Linked DNA regions of Zea mays: all the other regions are linked to region 3. A link is a contact called in public Hi-C data. All regions are on one chromosome and are shown on one strand. The core of a region is the stretch at or near the end of the contact, and the rest is flanking DNA. Distances in the headings are between cores, read along the strand shown.

Region 1 (2,990 bases), core at 424-2,923, 660 kb before region 3:
ACTTGCATACATAAAAGTGTAACAACACAATGACATTTTTTAAAACCATTGTTTTGCTTTATTCAGAAGGGCGGGCCTGGTGCTGTGGTGAGAGTTGTCTTTGTCTCACTAAGTCACCATGTCATGGGTTCGAGATCCTCTTCGGATTTGCGAGAGAAGGCTTGCCTCGGTTTATCCCTTCACTAGACCTATTAGGAACCTCTAGGACTAGGTCTGCCCTCTAGTGTTTTCCTTTATTAAAATGGAGAGGATAGTCCATAAATAAATGTTATAGAATGTCAAGTGCACTTGAATCAAATAAACTTACATGTACGGTAACAGGCTATATTAGATGGGCACTTGGCTTAAGCGCTATTGCTCAAAATCCACCTATCAAACTACCTTTCACTCAACTATCAGCAAGATAATTAGGTATTCTCACTCAAAATCCTCCTTTTTGTACAGTGGTGCAATCTAACCGTAAACCAAATCAAAAGCGCAAGGGAACTCATGGAACTACAAACCGCTTAAGGGTCTGTTTGGTTGGGTTGTGGTTGTGAAAAAAGATGTTGTGAAAAAAGCTGTTGTGGGCTGTGAGCTGCGGAAAAAACTGTTGTGCTGTTTAAAAGCTAAAAATTTAGTGGAAACCACCAAAAACCGTTAAAAGTTATTCGATATATATTTTCACAGTTCCATCCGAAAGCCACTAAAAACAGGTTCAAGGTGCTTTCAGTTTTGCACTGCGAGAAAATCAGTTTTTAGAAAAAACTGCTTTTTGGATCCAACACTTTGGTTTGACTTTTGGCTTTTAGGGCCAATAGCAAAACCAAACACACCCTAAGAGTGAAGTCAACCAATAATTATAAGGCTCCTCTGAACTCACTCATAATTCAGCCAACAGCACAGCTGCTGCACTGTACATTCAGTATATCAAACCGAACTGTCAAAGCAAGATGCTGGCATACTCCAGAGCAAAGGACAAAATGATGGCATACTCCAGAGCAAAGGGTAAAGGAGTGAATTAATTGCGATAAGGTTTGTCCTAGAAAACGACGGGTGATCAATAAGTCAAAGCCCCCACGAAATCAAATCCCCTCCGCACCAGTACGAGCACTTGAGCATCCAAAATCCGCAGAACGGAACGATCACGGTGTAAATTCAACAGCTAGATCGATCGCTAGGAGGGGGGAGGAGCTAGGGATCACTCGGCACCAATCGGCCGCGCGTCCAATTACCTCGTCGGGCGGCAGCCGGAACAGAAGCCTGTACTCCTCGCTCCTGCTCGCGAGCAGCGGGCTCTGCACGACCAAACACCGCGCCACGTCAAACACGCCCCAGGGCAGACGAGGGGAAAAAAGGAGATGCGGTGCGATTCCAGCGGTGATCGAATTCGCACGCAAGCGCGCTGCGCGCGGCACCCACCGAGGCGTCGGGGGCGGAGAGCTGGTCCCCGGAGTAGGCGGAGGCCGGGGAGGAGGACGCAGACGCGTAGACTGCGGGCGGCGCCGACGCGAGGCGCCGCGGCCGGGGGGCCGACGAGGGTGCGGCGGTGGGGATGTCGGCGGGGCTCGCCCGGGTCGGGGAGGCGACCGTGGGTGAGGCCATGCCGGTGGACGCAGGCGAGACTGGGGTCGGGCGCAGTCGAGCGGAGTCGGAAGCAGAGGCGACCTCGCCGGGAGGGCAGGAGGGCGAAGTGTGAGGGTGGTGGGAAGATTGAGAAAGAAGGGTAGGCCAGTCGGAGGAGGAACGTTTGACGGTGACGTGTTCCGGCTCCGGCGTTCTTGCTCTGCTCCGCCTTCTTCTGCCCTGTAGCCCGTGCGTTGCAACGGAACCGAATTATAACACGATAACTTACATATCTCTGTTCTATGTTATAGATATGTGTCCGTGCGTTGCGACGGAAGTAAAAGATTTGTATGAAACATTAATACGGAACGACAAACATCACTATAACATGCAAAATCCGTGTGGAAAACATTATCAATATCACACTAATCAGCTAATCCTTTTTAGCGATATCGATAAGTCTCTGTTGTATTGTCGGGGACCATAATTAGGGGTACCCTCAAGGTTCCTAATTCTCAGCTGGTAACCCCCATCAGCATAAAGCTGCAAAGGCCTGATGGGTGCGATTAAGTCAGGGATCGGTCCATTCAAGAGACTCGATCACGCCTCGCCCGAGCCTAGCCTCGGACAAGGGCAGCCGACCCCGGAGGATCTCCGCCTTGCCCGAGGCCCCCCTCTAGCGGCGAACATATTTCCGGCTCGCCCGAGGCCATGTCTTCGCTAAGAAGCAACCCTGACCAAATCGCCACGCCGACCGACCAAATCGCAGGAGCATTTAATGCAAAGGTGGCCTAACACCTTTATCCTGACGCGCGCCCTTCAGTCGACAGAGCCGAAGTGACCGCCGTCACTTCGCCGCTCCACTGACCGGCCTGACAGAAAAACAGCGCCGCCTGCGCCGCTCCGACTGCGGTGCCACTTGACAGAGTGAGGCTGACAGGCAGTCAGGCCCGGCCGCAGGCGCCATAGGAAGCTCCGCTCCACCCGACCCAGGGATCGGGCTCGGGCTAAGCCCCAGAAGACGGCGAACTCCGCTCCGCCCGACCCAGGGCTCGGACTCGGGCTAAGCCCCGGAAGACGGTGAACTCCGCTCCGCCCGACCCAGGGCTCGGACTCGGGCTAAGCCCCGGAAGACGGCGAACTCCGCTCCGCCCGACCCAGGGCTCGGACTTGGGCTCAGCCCCAGAAGACGACGAACTCCGCTTCGCCCGACCCCAGGGCTCGGACTCAGCCCTAGCTTCAGCCGACGGTCTCCGCCTCGCCTGACCCAGGGGCTCGGACTCGACCACGACCACGGAAGACAGACTCGACCTCGGCCTCGGAGGAGCCTCCACATCACGCAACCTAGGGCGCGGGCCAGCCACGTCAACAGGAGGCGCCATCATTACCCTACCCCGAGCTGACTCAGGCTACGGGGAACAAGACCGGCGTCCCATCTGGCTCGC
Region 2 (2,944 bases), core at 119-2,618, 850 kb before region 3:
ATATATATAGATCCTTTGCAAGACAGAATTATACTAATATAATATAGGGTATTGTGCACATATACTTGGATAAGATACCAAATTAAGGTGTTGTTGCAAGTAGTATATGAAGAGTGCATTTTTTTTGTTGTTGGAGAAACTTTGTGTGTGCCTCTGCATAAATTGACAAAATTCAACAACGTTCCTTGCACAGTGCATTTCTTGCTGCTAGGGCTGCACTAAAAGGCTGAAACGTATATGGTGTTGCTGCCAGCTGGTAACTGAGACTTGTTCCTCTTGCATGAGTTGAGTGCGCGCAGAAGTGTGATTTCTGCTGCAGCAGTTCGTTACTAGATTGCTTGCAAATTAAAGATAAAATTTCAGATGAGCTAGCTTATGGACGACCACACGGAGAAGAAACCAACAAATAATAATGAGTGTGTGTAAGTAATCAAGATAAAGTTTCAGATAACCGACCGCGGTGAATCACACTAGCTCACCAGTTCGCCGGGAACAAGAGAGAGTGAGAGACGGCAAGAAGTATTGCCGTAAGTACCGGTTGCCGAGGATGCGGAATACCACTATGATCCAGTTTAAATTTTACAAACCCACCCAATCAAATCACCCGCATCAATAACTTTTATTAAATCCATTAGACAAATTGCACTTATACTTAACACAACATCAAAATCAATAATTCAAATCGCTAGATAACTCTTTTATCTCGTTCACTCAAATCCAATGTACAATATTATTTAAATCATTTCTCATCCCTCATCCCCCACTACCCCCATTCGAAGTCCCAGCCTTCCCCTCCCTCTACCCCCGCGTCCCCTCACTCGTGTCACCACCGTAGCTGTCGACCCTTTCTCTCTGCTGTTGTTGAATTATAGCGTTAGTACGAGTCATATGCTAGTCAGCTAGTTCTGGGAAAAAGAAAATAAACAAGCGATTAGTATAAAAAATATTTTCCTTTTTTGATAGTATGTTCTATATCTAAATTATACAACTATCATATTTTAAATAGCAAATATGATAAATTTAGTTGACGATATAAATATTAACACTATTCAATATAATTTTGGTTAAACTTTAGTTAGTTTGGCTGATACAGATCTTATATTTATATTTATTTAGATGTAAAGGAGTACAACACAACGCCCCTGTTTATTTAAAAGAACACTAAAAACGATGCTGAGGAAATTGCAAACCAAATGAAGTTGCGAATGCCAAATTGGGGCAACATGTATTTAGCACAATGGGCTTCTTGCTCTCCGGCCTGCACCACACCCTCGTTGGACCTACGCAACTGGCGGCCCACACAGGCTAGAGCAACGAAGTCCAACAGATAGGAAGGTCCCTCTCCGGCCACAACTCACAAGTCCCCACAGCACTCTCCCCGACCTTGCCGTCCAGTCGTCCACCCCACCGCCGCAGCCTCGCCCCGAGGAGACAGGAGAACAGCAGGATGCCGGCGACGCCGACGATCATCGGCGCCCTCCTGGGACTGGGCACTCAGATGTACTCCAACGCCCTCCGCAAGCTTCCCTACATGCGCCGTATATCCCTTTCTCCCCTTCCCTTTCTCCTATTCCCCTGTTCATTTCTCCGTTTCTTGATCACGCATTGCGTCCCGCGCTCCGTGAGTCGTCCTGGCGCCCCATTTCCGTCTGATCTGCGATATTTCCACCTGCCCTCGTGGTGTTTCGTCTGGTCTGGGCGCCTTCCTTGGTCTTTGGGATCCTAGATGCGATATGGTTCTTGTTTTTTGGGGTTGAAGTCCATTTCTTCGTGATTTAGGAGGCAATACTGCCGAAGAGATACCCCTTTGGTCCCTATTCCACCCTACCATTCATGATTTCAGTATGTGCTTTGTACCAGTCTCCTTTTAGATATGATGATTCATTCTCACGTGCTTATTGTGTCTAAATTGTTATAGATCCTTGGGAGCATGTGTTGGGGATGGGTCTCGGTGCAGTATTTGTGAACCAGCTGGTAAAATTTGACGAGAAGCTCAAGGAGGACCTCGACAAGATGCTTGAGCGCGCCAGGCTAGCCAACGAGCAACGCTACATTGGTACAGTGCTAACTTGCTTATGGCATCTTAACAACAGCAAAGACTTTGCCCAAGTTAGAAGTCTACATCGGATATATCCAAACAATCTCAATTGGTGTTGGACAAACTTTTTTTCAATTGGTGCTACCTGTACTCATGTATATCATCGTTTGAAGCCACAAATTAAGGGTTTATACACGTCGATAGCTGTTCTCTATTCATTTCTGTTCAGAGTTAGATCTTTAGTATATTCCATCTTTTCTAGTCTCCTCTTTCCATATTAACTTCGGTCTTCTCCTATCTCTCTTCCTATTACTATCATGTATTAGTATCCCACTATATATTGGTGTCTCTGGAGGTCTACATCGGATATATTCAAACAATCTCAATTGATGTTGTACAATCTTTTTTTTTCAATTTGGTGCTACCTGTACCCATGTATATCATCATTTCGGACTCGATCCCTTCTTATATAGCCACAAATCCAACATAATATACACATTTCCGCAACACTTATTATCTGTTGAACGTTGAACATGATGCCTTTTTAGCCTAATATCCTGCACCATGCAATGTAACAGGTCTAATTGCTGTCATATAAAAGTTTCCTTTTAGTTTGCGTGATATGCTCTGGTTGCATAGACGCCAAATGTTTGGTGCCACTTCCTCCATCATGCTTTGTTTTATGGCTAACATCTAATCAATACCCCTATCTCTCTATCTCTCCGTAGCATTGATCCTAAATAACGGAAGTTATCCTCCTTGGGCATTTCTTGACCTTTTAAACTAACATCTCCTTGTGTATAGTGTTGAAGTCCCATCTCACGTACTCTGTTTTATTTCTATTGAATCTAAAACTTTTGAACTCTAGAGTCTCATGCCACAAGTTTAGTTTCCTATTATCCTGCC
Region 3 (3,043 bases), core at 96-2,595:
CACTGAAGATCAAGCTTTGATATCTTTTTCTGCATCAAAAGCATATGTGTACCATGGCATCGAACGTGACAATTTTCTATCGAGATTACATAAGATTATATACTGAACACATAAAATGAGACAATGAGAGCACACTACACACATTTGTTTAGTTTGAGAAAGTGCAGCAAAGCAAATCAAAGTTAAATACTACTGAACTTTACAAAGTTATCACATGGAACATAAGTTTGTCAATATGTTCCTTTTAACAGGTGATCAAAAAACCAAATACACAAACAGCCAGATATTAATGGTGCCTAATAATATCATCAACTAACCGATACATGACCTAAGAAGAAGCAGATATACATGAGGCATAAACTCTGATCCCCCATCATATAAGCATAGTGAATATAAGTGAAGTTCATTCATTTCCTTGAGTGATCTATCAAGGCACAACAATCCCCTCTGGGAGGGCCACTATTAGTTATGGACTTATGGTAGGCAACTGAGTCCACTTAGTTCTGTTTGATCATGGACCCAGAGGATCTGGTTTCGCAGGCTGCAGAGCATCATTATCTATGTTTTGCAGGGCAAGACAAACATGACTCAAGCTTAACTACCGTCATTGCGTGAATTTCTACAGATTATCATTTTCTATGTCAGTAGCCCAAAACAGAGACAACCCGAGCGTGACTGTAGTTGTTTCTCCAATGCCAGTTAAGGGTTCCCATCTTGATAATTACAAATTGCTAGTAGTAACTCTATCAGCAACTTAATCACTAATTACACTCTATCGGCTTGCAAAGTGTAACGAGACGATAGAACAAGTACAAGTTGACGGGGCAATACAATGGTGTGTGTGGGACAGTGGGAGGGTGGCGGGAGGGGTGAGGGACGCACCGAGAGAGCTACGTCCTGGTAGTTTTTGAAGTTGGCCACGGAGAGGGAGGGGAGCAAGCCCCCGTCATAGGCGGCGGCGATGGGGCTCGCCATGGGAAGCCCCCAGAGCTCATGGGGCGGGGGGCTCTCAACGACCTGGAGCCTGTTCCTGGCTGCCGCTGCGTCGGGCGTGGCGTAGGGAGACGCATGAAGCCGGGGCGATGGCGAGGGCAGAGGCAGCGGTGCGGGGGGAGGCGGTGTGGCGTGAGAGGCGGAGACGAGCCGCGGGTTTTTGAACGGGCGGGCCGGCTGCAGCACCTCGCCGCGGTGGTCGTCGTCGCTGGCGGCGCAGCGGACGCGGGAGGAGGCCTTGGCAGCGGCGGAGTCGATGGCGGCCCAGAGCGCTGCGGAGTCGAGGTCGCTGTCGTCCATTGCCGATGGCGGAGGAAGCCTGTACTGCTGTGGCGTTGCAGCGCCTCCCCCGTCGCCGATTGAATTAGAAATGGAAATGGCCGAGAAAAAGGAGATCCATTCGCCTGGCTGGGCCTGCCTATTCTCCAGGCCCAGCCCAAAATAATTGCAATGAGCCCGCCTTCCTGTTGCTGTCGAAACGATTGTTGCAGCAGATCAATTTGGCGCATTGATTAAGATACGAATTCAAAACACACATCATGTGCTATCATTGTTTCAAATCGTAGAAGCTGACGCATCAGAACTTTTGTGCTCTGTGCTGTGCTGCTGCCTGCTGACCGCTCAAACCAATGGTGTTGAAATTGGAACATGTTTATCATGGAATAAAGAAGGTAGTACACAGTACAAAACAGTCCAATATAATCCGCTGCATGCATATACATATAAAGAAGGGCGCGGCTCAGCTCCCCGGCCCGATCCGGCCCTAGAAGTTCTTGGTGGCCTGGTACGTTTTGCCGAACTGCCAGTCGCGGGGCGTGACGTGCCAGGAGGTAGCCTTGCGGTGGTCGGCGGTCATGACGCGGAACGTCAGCGACTCGCCGGTGAGGTCGACCTCCGTGGTCCAGAGCTGGCCCCAGCTGCGCTTCATCGGCGTCCACTTGACGCGCTTGTTGCCCTTCACCCACAGCGCCACCACGTCCCCGGCGCCGCCCACGTTGGTCACCTTCACCTCGCTGTAGTGCTGGTTCCCCGTGATCGTGTACCGGATGCCGCCTTTCCTCTCGCACGCCACCCTGCATATTGCATGCGTGGATCGAGTTGTATATATATACATACCAGATCGATATGATGTATACCTCCGTACGTGCCCTTGAGTAGCTAGTTGACGTACTTGCGGTAGGTGATGGGCACGATGCCGGCCTTCTCCTCGGCGATCTTGAGGAACGCCGGTATGGTGAGGTCGAAGTGCTCGCCCTTCTGCCCGCTCACCGGCGGCGGGGCCTCGTTGGTGGCCGTCACCACCACGGTGCCCTTGGGGCCCTTGAGCTCATAGCACGCGCCGCACCCGGTGCCGTTGGTGTACAGCGACGGGCCCACGGCCGCCGTCAGGGTGCCGTAGTCTTTCCCCAGCTCGCCCTTGTAGCCGCACGCGCCGCCGTCCGTGGTGTCAGTTAACCCGTCGCGCCCGCCGTAGTACGTCGCGTGCCCGTCCGTCCACGGCTCCGCCTTAAACTTGCCGTGGTTGACGTGGGGCTTCTTTTTGCCGCCGCCGTCCTCCTCCTCCTCGGAGCCCACGGCGAGCCCGACGAGCAGCATCGACGCCAGGAGAGGCGCCATTATTGTCCACGAACGACCAGACATGATTGATGCTATGGTTTGATTTGTCCTTGGTATAGCAAGCTAGCTACGTGATAGTAATATATACGTAGGGGCGCAGGCATGCACCTGCCATTTTTAGATGCATGCGTGCTTTGCTTGTGGATGCATGTCCGGTGCAATGAAAATGAAACTATGGACGGCTTGGAGCAACAGGAGGACGTTGCCAACGCACTCCTAAAAAAAGCATCGCATTATACAAGAATACCAATAAAAACCTAAAATATATAACTCTTATATGTAGAATGTTGTTTAATTAATTTGATGCCATTAGATGATGTTGGGCTCCACCAATAAGACAATGCTACATCCGATCCGGCAAGACGCGCGCACACAAGTCGCCTTTATTTTTGTAGGGCCTGTTTGAAAACATCCAATCTTGAAACTGAGGTGG

The links. A called contact is a pair of places that touch in the nucleus more often than the background predicts.
Region 1: a Hi-C map of leaf shows a contact between it and region 3, with 2.2 times the contacts expected there. The contact joins the promoter of LOC100383371 here to the promoter of LOC100277940 in region 3. A contact is called at or near these places in 6 of 25 Hi-C or Micro-C datasets (bundle sheath, ear, endosperm and 2 more).
Region 2: a Hi-C map of ear shows a contact between it and region 3, with 3 times the contacts expected there. The contact joins the promoter of LOC100276162 here to the promoter of LOC100277940 in region 3. A contact is called at or near these places in 4 of 25 Hi-C or Micro-C datasets (ear, leaf and tassel).

Annotation. Positions count from the first base shown.
Region 1 is chr2:207,345,212-207,348,201 of Zm-B73-REFERENCE-NAM-5.0, reverse strand. LOC100383371 (Protein VASCULAR ASSOCIATED DEATH 1 chloroplastic) reads right to left here and starts at 1,673. Exons shown (of 18, transcript NM_001362074.1): 1 at 1,402-1,673; 2 at 1,215-1,277. The coding sequence starts at 1,584.
Region 2 is chr2:207,532,879-207,535,822 of Zm-B73-REFERENCE-NAM-5.0, reverse strand. LOC100276162 reads left to right here and starts at 1,368. Exons shown (of 3, transcript NM_001360977.1): 1 at 1,368-1,538; 2 at 1,919-2,056. The coding sequence starts at 1,448.
Region 3 is chr2:206,681,673-206,684,715 of Zm-B73-REFERENCE-NAM-5.0, reverse strand. LOC100277940 reads right to left here and starts at 1,345. Exons shown (of 5, transcript NM_001366953.1): 1 at 883-1,345. The coding sequence starts at 1,293. It overlaps LOC100282488 (alpha-expansin 9), which reads right to left and starts at 2,662. Exons shown (of 2, transcript NM_001155397.2): 1 at 2,165-2,662; 2 at 1,625-2,066. The coding sequence starts at 2,634. The coding sequence ends at 1,757.